4 separate regions of the Zea mays genome follow, and regions 1, 2 and 4 are each linked to region 3. A link is a contact called in public Hi-C data. All regions are on one chromosome and are shown on one strand. The core of a region is the stretch at or near the end of the contact, and the rest is flanking DNA. Distances in the headings are between cores, read along the strand shown. Region 1 holds the start of LOC100272705. Region 2 holds the start of LOC103504718 (Protein TONSOKU). Region 3 holds the start of LOC103654200 (chaperone protein DnaJ). Region 4 holds the start of LOC100282307.

Region 1 (2,700 bases), core at 4-2,503, 300 kb after region 3:
TGCTGTACTGGCCCCCTTGCCCCTCATCCGCAGCATTTGCAATCGATGCATCTGTAACGTCAGGTAGGTGCACAGGATAACCCAAAGGACGGGCGTTGTGTTTTCCCTGACCCGCTGCAGTGGTGATGCTGATCGGCGGCGAGCTTTATTCGCCTAACGACGACAGGAACGGCTCACCCGTCCGTCTCCGTCACCAAAAGATCGAGCACGAGCACCTGCTATGCTGGCTGCGTCAAACCCAAGTCAGGAGGAGACGGCGAAATGGCCACCAGCTCACACCAAACTATCCCTCTGCAAATCTGCAATGTGGATGAGCTGCAGGGAGAAAAAAGGCCTTGTACTACGATGCTGCCGTGAGTAGCCTAGCCGCCAGCAGCTGCCACCTGAATGAAGAACAAAAGCAAGAACGGAGACCTTTGCTGTTTTGCATGTCTTGTTGTCCAACTACAAGAAAATTTGTTTGGGGGGTGGGGGGTAGAGACGATTTTTTCGAACTTCCATCATATTATAAATCATTTTCATTTTAGTGGAACACGACATATCCAGTGACGGAGCCATAATTTTTTTTAGAATGGATTGAACTAAATCGTTGTAGTATAGAAGTACCTTCTACGTTATATATATACGCTTAAAATTTTAGAAGAAGCTCTAGCGAGATTTCGTAGACTCGGCAGCGGTAGAGGGGCTTGAAGCACTACGAAACTTTGTCAGTAATTCAGTTAAGCTCGCCAACAAACCTAATCCATGTATGTCAAACGAACAACACAAGCAAAAAAAAAAACTCGAAAATATACAGCGCAATGAAAATGGCACCAACAGATGTATAAATGAGATCACAAACGTAAGTTTTCACAACCGATAACAATGGTTGTTCAATTAAAGGTTGATCTAAAATAAACTCAAACCTTAGTGTGGGGGGACAACTACGTATTGTATGTATAGTTTAAGGGGCAGCCAAGGACCCCTACTCGTACCGCCTGCACCAAGCAGGTTAATCCATCATCATCAACAAGAACAAAGTATACGTATCTTTCACCGTTCGATCTCCATCCAAGGGCCCATACGTATCCAGGGTTCACAGTGGCAGCATAGTAATTTTGGCCATCTTCTTCCACTGCCCGGCGGCGCACACAAGTACACAACCACCCAAGATGGGGAGGAGCCAGGAGCACAGGCCCAATGCGGCAGCCATCCCACCACCTATCGCGTCGGCTTCACTCAAACGGCTTCTGCCGCATCCTATAAAACCTCCTCACCAACCTCCGATGGCGGAAATTCTTGCCCTCCCACACCGACCCCCTCCCCCACGGCCCGCCTTCCCCCGGGAGCACGAGACCCTCGTTCCCTGCGCCACCGACTGAGCCAAGGCCGCGCTTTGCCGTTTCCGACCTAGGTCGCGAGATCTCGGAGGAGCGGAGCCCCGCCGTGCCGCCGCCTGCTACAGGGGGGCACGCAGGGACCGCACGGCGCGATGGTGGACACGGGCGGGGGGAGGCTCTACCAGCGCCGTGGCGCGGTCGCTTTCGTCGCGGCCAACAAGGCGCTGCTCGCCGCTGCGTGGGTCGTCGGGTTCGCGCTCGTGTTCCTATGGCAGAGCGCCTCCATGTCCTTCGGCAGCGCCGGCGGCGGAGGGTACCTCAGGCTCCTGTCGGTGCCGCCTCCGCCGCCGCGCCCCGCGCCGCGGCTCCGCCCCACGGCGTACAACATCACGGACTTCGGCGCCGTCGGGGACGGCCGGGCGGTCAACACCGCGGCGTTCGAGCGTGCTGTCGAGGCCATCGCGGCGCTCGCGGAGCGAGGCGGCGGGCAGCTCAATGTGCCACCCGGGCGCTGGCTCACGGCACCCTTCAACCTCACCAGCCACATGACGCTGTTTCTTGCCGAGGGCGCGGAAATCCTTGGCATTACGGTAAAGAGTTTACTGTTTCTATGAACTTATCCGTGGGGCTTTAGTAATTAGATAGATCTTCTCGTGTGCATTTTCTACGCTCCAAGCCTCCAACCAAAAGTTAATGCTGCTTTCATGTCGTGCGGAAATTGCTTAGTTATTAACTTATTCTCCAGTAGAATAGTTTATGATTTGGCTAGTTGACGACAAACATCATGAATTGATTGCTGCTGGGTTTACCAGCATGCGAAAACAAGAAAACACTCCTCCAAAACGTCAGAAACCGGCCCTAACGGCAAGCGAACTATTACAAACAAAAACCATAGAGCAACTAACAACAAAACTAAAGGACGCCCTCCACATCTAAATCTTGAGTCCTTTTCCAGAAATCCTTCGACCAGTTTTTCATTCTTCCCATTTTGTCATCCAAATATTTTGCATCCTACTCTCTCAGAAGAACTCACCACTTCTGCAAAAACATAAAGATTTTATGAAACAAAACGGCGATACTTTGTGCTGAAAACATCTTGACTCTAGACTAGCATGCATTCAGAGTTTGGTAGATGCCTATGGTGCTTATTTGGGGGCACAAATGCCCACATTTCAGATTGTGAGCTTATTTAACTGGCATTGTGATGTTTTCTGGACAGGATGAGAAGTACTGGCCATTGATGCCAGCATTACCGTCATATGGGTATGGGCGGGAGCGCAAAGGACCACGATTTGGGAGCCTCATTCATGGACAGAATTTGAGAGATGTAGTCATTACAGGTTTGCAATTTATCTCGATACCTAGCAATCTAGCATTTAAG
Region 2 (2,700 bases), core at 196-2,695, 360 kb before region 3:
CCAGCTCAAGCATGCCCATATTATTGTACGCATCAATAAGTTCTTTTAGAAAGTCCGACTTTTGGGAAGGGGATCTCTCCTTTAGAATCCTTGCCAGCTTCATCGAAGATTTAAAGTACTTTTTTGCATTCCTTATGGCACTATGGTCATTTTCAGATCTTAGAAGGATTTCATGGTATGTTCTCCCAAGCTGTGTGGTAGCTCGCTGCTGCTCAACAAGGTCATCAGACTCCTTTGCGAGCTGTAGATGCTTCTTCTGTCAAGCCAACAAACATCAAGGTAAATGGAAGTTTGAGTTCATGTAGCAGAATCAGCAAAATGTATGAAATGAGGTCTGAGTATTATTCTAATTCTTAGCATCTCAATTATAACAAGAGGTTAGCATTTAACACCGGAGGCAGTGACCAAATCACCTAATGACCATATCTTGATAAATGTACATGCACTGTGACAGGGTAGATACAGCATGATCAGTAATACTCCCTCCATTTTTTTTATTTGTCGCTGGATAGTTGAATTTTACACTAACAAACGACGAATAAAAAAGATCGGAGGTAGATAATGTAATGTAATCCAACTATCCAAGGTCAATAAGCGTGTGAAAAAACTAAAACAATTAACATGTGCCTAAACCCAACACTGCAAGCCAAGGGTCACATATACATCACTAAATATCAGACCTTTGAAAGAATATATTATCATATAAGACAGATGCACTACCAGAAAGTCCACACCACAGCTGGTATTCAATTGTATATATATACAGTGCCTAATAACATAATTTGAGAATAATCGAACCCTACACTGCAGTCCAAATGCATGCCCAGATCAATAGTCCACCAAATGGTTAAAAATTCATAAATTCAGCACCGAAATTACAACTGCGAGTGGGAATGCATTAGCGTTATACTGCATAGCACACCTCCTGTCGTTTAAAACATCTGAAACCATGGTCGGTATTCGGTAGGCAAGTAAGCGAGATGGATGGTGGAATCTGAGGAGTGAGTAGTGACCTGGTAGGTGAGCGCCTCCGAGAAGCGGCCGAGGCGGAGGTAGACCTCGCCGAGCGACTGACAGGAGGGGAGGAGGTGCCGCTGCGGGAGGTGCTTTACGGAGACCTCGTAGTCCGCCCGAAGCCACCGGAGGGCCTCGACGTACTCGCAGCGGCGCTTGTAGATGTCGCCGATGACGTTAGCCCAGCGCGCCTCCTCCTCCCGATTACCCTCCGCCGACGCCTCCTTGTAACCGCGCTTCGCCCCCCGCAGCTCCTCCTCATCCTCCTTCTTCGACCGCCCCCCGCCGCCGCGCGCCATCGCCGCCGCTACGACTGAGGACCCGACGCCTGACTTTTTTCCCTTTTTCCACCCGAATTTTCCGTCAAGGGCCGAGAGGAAGGAAAACGCCGGACTGATCAGATGGAAGGGGATTCTCCCGCCAAATTATTTCAGGGCCCCGCCTCCAGTTTCACTAATCTCTTCTCTGCGTTTCTCGTGGGCCTGCGTAGGAAGCATGTAATATGGGCCATGGCCTGTAGGAGGAGGATATCTTAAGCTTCTGGGGTGTCTCTCTTGTTGTTCGGTCCTTCAATCAAAAAAGAAAATATATATATATAGAGCAGATATAACGGGAGCCATGGGTTTCTAATAGTTAAAGGAAGCTCAGGTCGATCATCCCTGCAACCTGGTTCAACCCAGCGCACCGACTAGACCAGGCTGTCGGTTGCACCACCCGCGCCCACGTCTGTGCGCGCAAAAAAGAATGCATGCATGAGTCAAAGTCAAACACGTCACTTGCATGCGCATAAATTTAGGAAAGATATGTACGGCGGTTTGTATTTTTAAATATTTTATTTCCTCCATAAATTTAGGATCGCTGCAACAGCCATGCAACTAGACTCGTAAGGACCATTTTATGATATATACTGCTATTAAATATGCTACCCTGTGTAGATAATTATGCAATTCGGTATACTGCGTAAAAATCTGTTACCACCTGCATGCACACGAATTTATGATGAAAATAATGTGTAATGAAAGGAAATGAATTACACGCATAGAAACAAAAATTCGTATTTAATGTTTTATTTCCTTCATAAATATAGGATCCCTCCAACAGCCATGCAGCTAAACACATTATATCTAGTTTATGATATATATTGGTACAAATTATACTATATGGTGTAGCTATTTATGCAATTCGTTACACTGCGTAAAAAATCTGGCATGTTGTTCACTGGTGGACGCATCTCCGGGTTGGAGCGTAATAACCTTAAGTTTTGAGCATAAAATCCTTCCATTATAAGCGTAAATACCGAGTCAATGTGAGAGGTTGATAGCTCTAGTAGGTTGTTATTACGATCCTATTTTTATGGCAGATCCGAAAAATATGGCAGCCGCATGCATGCGGTTATACAGATCCAAAAATTATGGCAAAATGCATGCATGAGTCAAACACGTTCTCTTGCATGCGCGTAAATTTAGGAAAGATATGTGTGGCGGGTTCTATGTTAAATGCTTTATTTCCTCCATAAATTTAGGATCGCTGCAACAGCTATGCAGCTAGACTCGTAATGACCATTTTATGATATATACTGATACTAAATATGTCATTGTAGATAATTATGCAATTCGGTATACTGCTTAAAAAATCTGGCATGTTGTTCACTGGTGGATGTATCTTCGGTGGAGCGTAAAAACCTTA
Region 3 (2,700 bases), core at 156-2,655:
CGATTGTCTCGTCAAAGTACATTTGTTGTAGATGAAGTTACAGGATTGGGACATGGACTTTTACTGCTAATGTCAAGTTTTGTGCCTGGCTTTTGCGTTCGCTTTAATCCGCGGCCTGCACATTCCATGATCATTCTTTGCTTTTTGCGGATAGCAATGCTTTCCCTAAGGCTGTGAGCTCTGACCAAAGCAGCCTGTTGTACTATTTTGAAATACCCCGTTGGACACTTGGACTACAGATAGCAGCTAAGCAGCATTAGCATGACAAGGAAGTAATCTGGTCGAAATTTGTACTGTGCGTCAGGAACTTATCTTGCTTTCTCAATGTACTAACTAGATCCTCTTGGGCAATTTTAGAATCAACAATTTTGGGAGGTGCGATGTATTACAAAATTGATATGTTTTTGAATCAACTAGAATTTAATTTTGTGCACTCTGTTTGTACATCTGCATCTACATCGATTGGTGTGTCTGGTTAGAACAACATATATTGTATGCTCATTAATTATCGTGATAGTCTCATGCACACCTAAAGTATTTTATTACTATTGCCCCAATCTGCCAAAACTCGAGAACGATTTATATGAAAGGTATATAGCAATTTACTCAAGAATTCTATTGTCTTGATAGGGCGTCCGTAAGGGCGCCACTTATTCTATTATCCTTTATAGATGGATGCAATCTAACCGGCTAGGGCCACATAAGGCTAGTCACACTTGAGCAACAAACCAATCGGGTAGATAGTCAACGACATCGACGTGGCTTAGATGTGAAGATTGTTTACTAAGGCGGTGTTTGATTCATTTAGATTCTAGGACATCTAATATTATACCAAATCCAATGCAAATGTTATTATCAGCTTACAGGAAGATTGTGAGATTCTAAGCATAAAATCTAATGTACAACACAAACTGTTTGGTTCATAATCAGATTCTCATTTTCAGATTTTAAAATGAGATTATGAAAATAAGTCCAACCGCCAAAAAGGCTCTAACGACTCCAAAATACTTTAGCATACATTTTTATAGTCTGTAGGTTTGAAAGTTGTAATTGTTCTGCTTATTAGTAGATTCAGGGGGTGTTTGGTTTCTAGAGACTAATGTTTAGTCCCTAGATTTTATTCCATTTTAGTTCTTAAATTGCCAAATATAGAAACTAAAACTTTATTTTAGTTTCTATATTTAGCAATTTATACACTAAAAAGGAATAAAATGAAGGGACTAAACATTAGTCCCTAAAACCAAACACCCCCTCACTTCCCGTCAAACAAAAATGAGTTGACGATCTGCACTAAAAAGCCTTTAAAATTTCGGCTAATTTTAAAAACGCGACTTGGAGGCTTTTTCTTGTTTTCCCGACGACACATATACATTACCATCTGGAAACAGGCAAACAGAGCGAGCCGGAAAAAAGACAAAAATTCGGAATTTCCTGCGACGAGAGCAAGATATTATTAATTAACGGGCAAGTGGGCATGGCCGAGTTTCTGGAGGCTTCCTGCGTCGCGTGGAGGCAGACAGAGCTCAGGGAGGGAGGGAGGGGAAGAACGAAGCAGCAGCAACAGCGCCATCCGCTCGCTTCCTTCCCCTTCTCTCCCTCCTCCCCCACCGCCGGCGTCGCCTCTACGCGCGCGCGCCCCGCCGGGGGCTGCCGTCGCTGCACCCGTGGCCCGTGGGCGGCGGCCGCGTACCTGTACCTACGTGCTGCCGGGGGGGGGGGGGGGGGGGGGGGGGGGAGCTACGCGTCTCCTCTCGCCATGGACGCCGGTGTAGAGAAGTGCGGCGACGCGGCGGCGGAGGGCGGCGGCGACCTCTACGCTGTCCTCGGGCTCAAGAAGGAGTGCTCCGACGCCGACCTCAAGGTCGCTTACCGGAAGCTCGCCAAGGTGAGAGCAACTCGGTTCCTGATTTCGCGTCTCTCCGCTCCTCGTTACTTGCTGCTGGCTGCTGCATATCGTTGTTGATCTAGCTATCCAGCATCGCGCGTGGCAGCGGCGGACGTTGGACGAAAATTCATGAGGGGCCAAAGAGACTACATGAGAGCCATGATTTTCTAGTTCGCCAAGCTCACCAACCGCAAGGGACAAGCCATATCGTTGTGACGAGCAAGATCTAACTTGTCGAGCAGATTGACGTCACGACAAAAACAGGACAAGGGACGGAGGCAGATCTTGTCGAGCGGATCGACGTCACGATAAAAACAGGACAAGGGACGGAGGCGCCAGGAAGGCCCGAAGTCGGGTGCCGTCGCATCGAGAATGGGTCGGCAGCGGAAACGGGACAGCGAGTAGACTGATTTAGGTGGTGTCGGAAAGATTAGGGTCAGACTGGTAGATGCAAGGACTGGACCAAGAGGATCCGACGAGCAGGCTTATAACATGGTTGTTTTAGGCCATGTTCTAAACCTCTAGAGCTAACTGTTAACTGGTTTTAGCTAGGTTGGAGCATCTAGCAACTAATACTTATTTAAGGGGTATAGCTAACAATTAGTTGATCCATTCTAAACCTCTCAGCTAATTTTAGCAACTAGTTATTAGTTTTAGAGATTTAGAACAAGACTTTATACTATCTAAAACTTTGATTTTTTTTCTACATTTAATACCAAATAATTATTAGGCATAAAAGGGTGTACAAAATTGAGGGGGGGCCATGGCCCACTTTGCCCCCTGGATCCGCCCCTGCTTGGTGGAGTTGTTGTGGA
Region 4 (2,700 bases), core at 33-2,532, 300 kb before region 3:
CACTTATGTGCTCGAAGATTATGCCAAGGCAACCGTTTGTTTCATGATGCCTTAGGCATGCGAAATTGGCATAGTTTTTTATGGCAATGACCGACGTCCATTTTCTCGATTAAATGTTTTCTATTGGCTTTGTTCACAAAAAATGAGGTACCATCGAAATCACGTTTGCTAGTCATGTGATAAATATTAATTAGAGAAAATGGTGATGTACCCCTTCACAGAAGACACAATTTTGGCACATATTTAATAGTTCTATTTGCATAGGTGCATCATATGGAACACCTATTTTTCATTGTATGGGGTTATAATTATGCTATAATATATATTAATAAATATGGTGGATGTCGTTTTCTAAACATTCCAATGCTTCAAATTTGACATTGAAGATATGGATGTCAAAGCATTAATGGCTAATCACCTAAACTGTGAGTAGATTTAAGGTGTGCCTTTGTAAAACTCCAATCTAGTGAGGGGCAATATTAAAATGTCCTAGTCCTTTCTATCTTCCGGCTATCGCACCGTTGTTACTATAGCTTTTCCGTTTCTAACCCAGTGGCTTCCGCTTGACGCTCTACCGAATGATTTGGGCCCCATGTGTTTGGGCACTTATGTGCCCGCAAATTATGCCAAGACAACCATTTATTTTATGACCTTACCTTAGACATGTGAAAGTGACGTAGTTTTATCGACAACACTCGACGTCCGTTTCCACAATTAAATGTCTGTTGCTGGTTTTGTTTGCAAAACATGAGGCGTATGTTTGCTAGTCATGTGACTAATTAGAGAGAATGATGATGTAGCCCTTGATATGAAGGCACAACTTTGGCACATATTTATTAGTTATATTCGCATCAACACAATATATGGAACACCTATTTTTCGTCGCATGGGGTATAGTTATGCTACATTATGTTAATAAATATTTTAGAGGTTGTTTTTTTATAAAATCTCAATACTCTAAAGTTGACATCGGAGCATTGGATATCAAAGTATTAATGTCTAATCATCTAGATTGAGAGTAGATTTTGAGATGTACCTCTGCAGACCTCTACATCCACGAAGGAGCAATTTCGCAAATATACTAGTCCTAGCTATCTTCTGCCTACTTTGTACCATTATTGCTGTAGCTTTCCGTTTCGCCTCCGTCGACTGACGTGTGGACCCCATCGCACCTCCCTCCCTCTCCCTCTCCCCCCCCCCACCCCCACGCGCCTGGCCGCCTGCAGACTGTGCCAGTGGCGGCCAGCCAATATATAGGGCCCACGCCCCGTCCGCGCTCTCCAAAGTTTCGTCCACCATTTCGCTCTCGCAAGTCGCAAGCCACCGATTTGTTTACAGGCGCCGGAGCTCCCGACGACGACTGAGCCATGTGCGGCGGCGCGATCCTTGCCGAGCTCCGCGAGCCGGCGCCGCGCCGGCTCACGGAGCGGGACATCTGGCAGCAGAAGAAGAAGCCCAAGAGGGGCGGCGCCGGCGGGAGGCGCTCGTTCGCGGCGGAAGACGATGAGGACTTCGAGGCCGACTTCGAGGACTTTGAAGCCGACTCCGGTGATTCGGATTTGGAGCTCGGGGAAGGGGCTGACGACGACGTCATCGAGATCAAGCCCTTCGCCGCCAAGAGTACTTTCTCCAGAGGTATTGGCTCAAGCTCGAGGCGGCTTATTTTCTATGGCTGTATATGTATTTTTTGCGTTTGATTGATGCGGACGACTAGAATCTACGAGTTAGTTGAGGAATTTTAAGGGGGCTGGTACGGTGCGCGTTTGAGGTGCGACTCGGTGGTTGGAATGGACCGGGGACGAAGAAAGAAAAAAGCGAGGGGATTTGTGTTTACTATTTAGATTAAGTTTTGGCTTGTAGGGGATTCTGCAACTTATTAGATGATTTTATGGTATCCGATTGGGATGAAGTCTGTCGCTTTCTTTTTCATTCGAGTTACAATTCTGTAATGGGCAAAATAGTCTGTTTTGGTTGCCCACCTGGGAGTCGTGGGAACACAACTCGGTTCTTCGAGTGTTGGATCTGGGCGTTCCACCGTTTGTGCATGATTAGTTACATTAGATGCATATTATTTAAATAGTTCTGAACTTGTGGTATCACTTGATATGTCTGTAGCCTATGAATTTTCGTGGGGATTGTTCTAGACTCTTTTAAACTACCCTACGCGATTTATGGTGTTGAGCTTGAGCACATGATTATATATTCACATGCATCTGCTGTTTATATGGTTCCTTGTATGATTGTATTTCGTTGCAAGTAATGAAGAGTCACTAGGCCTGATTAATTGTCCAAATGCTTGCAGTTTGCAAAGTTTAGGAAGGTCAGATTTCTGGTCCCGTGTCTGCAAATGGGTTCTAATGTGCAGTATCGTCTATAGTGGAAGTTTTAGATATGATTGCATAATAATGATTTATTTGATGGCACCAGGGTTGTGTAGAATCTTGGGCTTTCATATTTATCGTGTTTTGAACTGTGCTTTCTGCAAATATGAAATAGATGCGCATGGAGAATGTTAATTTTGGTTGTGATGTTGCTTCATAACTCAATATGCATATATATCATTGACAGAGGCAATGTTACTAAGGTTTGATTCTTTCCTGCTTGCAGATGGCTTAAGCACCATGACTACTGCTGGTTATGATGCCCCTGCAGCAAGGTTGGCCAAAAGGAAGAGGAAGAATCAATACAGGGGTATCCGCC

What was found. Hi-C and Micro-C count contacts between places; a contact is called where the count stands out from the background.
Region 1: a Hi-C map of ear shows a contact between it and region 3, with 3 times the contacts expected there. The contact joins the promoter of LOC100272705 here to the promoter of LOC103654200 in region 3. A contact is called at or near these places in 2 of 25 Hi-C or Micro-C datasets (ear and endosperm).
Region 2: a contact with region 3 is called in a Hi-C map of tassel, with 2.2 times the contacts expected there. The contact joins the promoter of LOC103504718 here to the promoter of LOC103654200 in region 3. A contact is called at or near these places in 2 of 25 Hi-C or Micro-C datasets (ear and tassel).
Region 4: a contact with region 3 is called in a Hi-C map of leaf, with 4 times the contacts expected there. The contact joins the promoter of LOC100282307 here to the promoter of LOC103654200 in region 3. A contact is called at or near these places in 2 of 25 Hi-C or Micro-C datasets (both in leaf).

The regions. Positions count from the first base shown.
Region 1 is chr4:181,697,464-181,700,163 of Zm-B73-REFERENCE-NAM-5.0, forward strand. It overlaps LOC100272705, which reads left to right and starts at 1,254. Exons shown (of 5, transcript NM_001147158.1): 1 at 1,254-1,909; 2 at 2,539-2,659. The coding sequence starts at 1,472.
Region 2 is chr4:181,036,509-181,039,208 of Zm-B73-REFERENCE-NAM-5.0, forward strand. It overlaps LOC103504718 (Protein TONSOKU), which reads right to left and starts at 1,446. Exons shown (of 20, transcript XM_008681025.2): 1 at 1,014-1,446; 2 at 1-256. The coding sequence starts at 1,313.
Region 3 is chr4:181,393,708-181,396,407 of Zm-B73-REFERENCE-NAM-5.0, forward strand. LOC103654200 (chaperone protein DnaJ) reads left to right here and starts at 1,406. Exons shown (of 7, transcript XR_002269221.2): 1 at 1,406-1,885.
Region 4 is chr4:181,088,922-181,091,621 of Zm-B73-REFERENCE-NAM-5.0, forward strand. It overlaps LOC100282307, which reads left to right and starts at 1,283. Exons shown (of 3, transcript NM_001155219.2): 1 at 1,283-1,635; 2 at 2,608-2,700. The coding sequence starts at 1,368.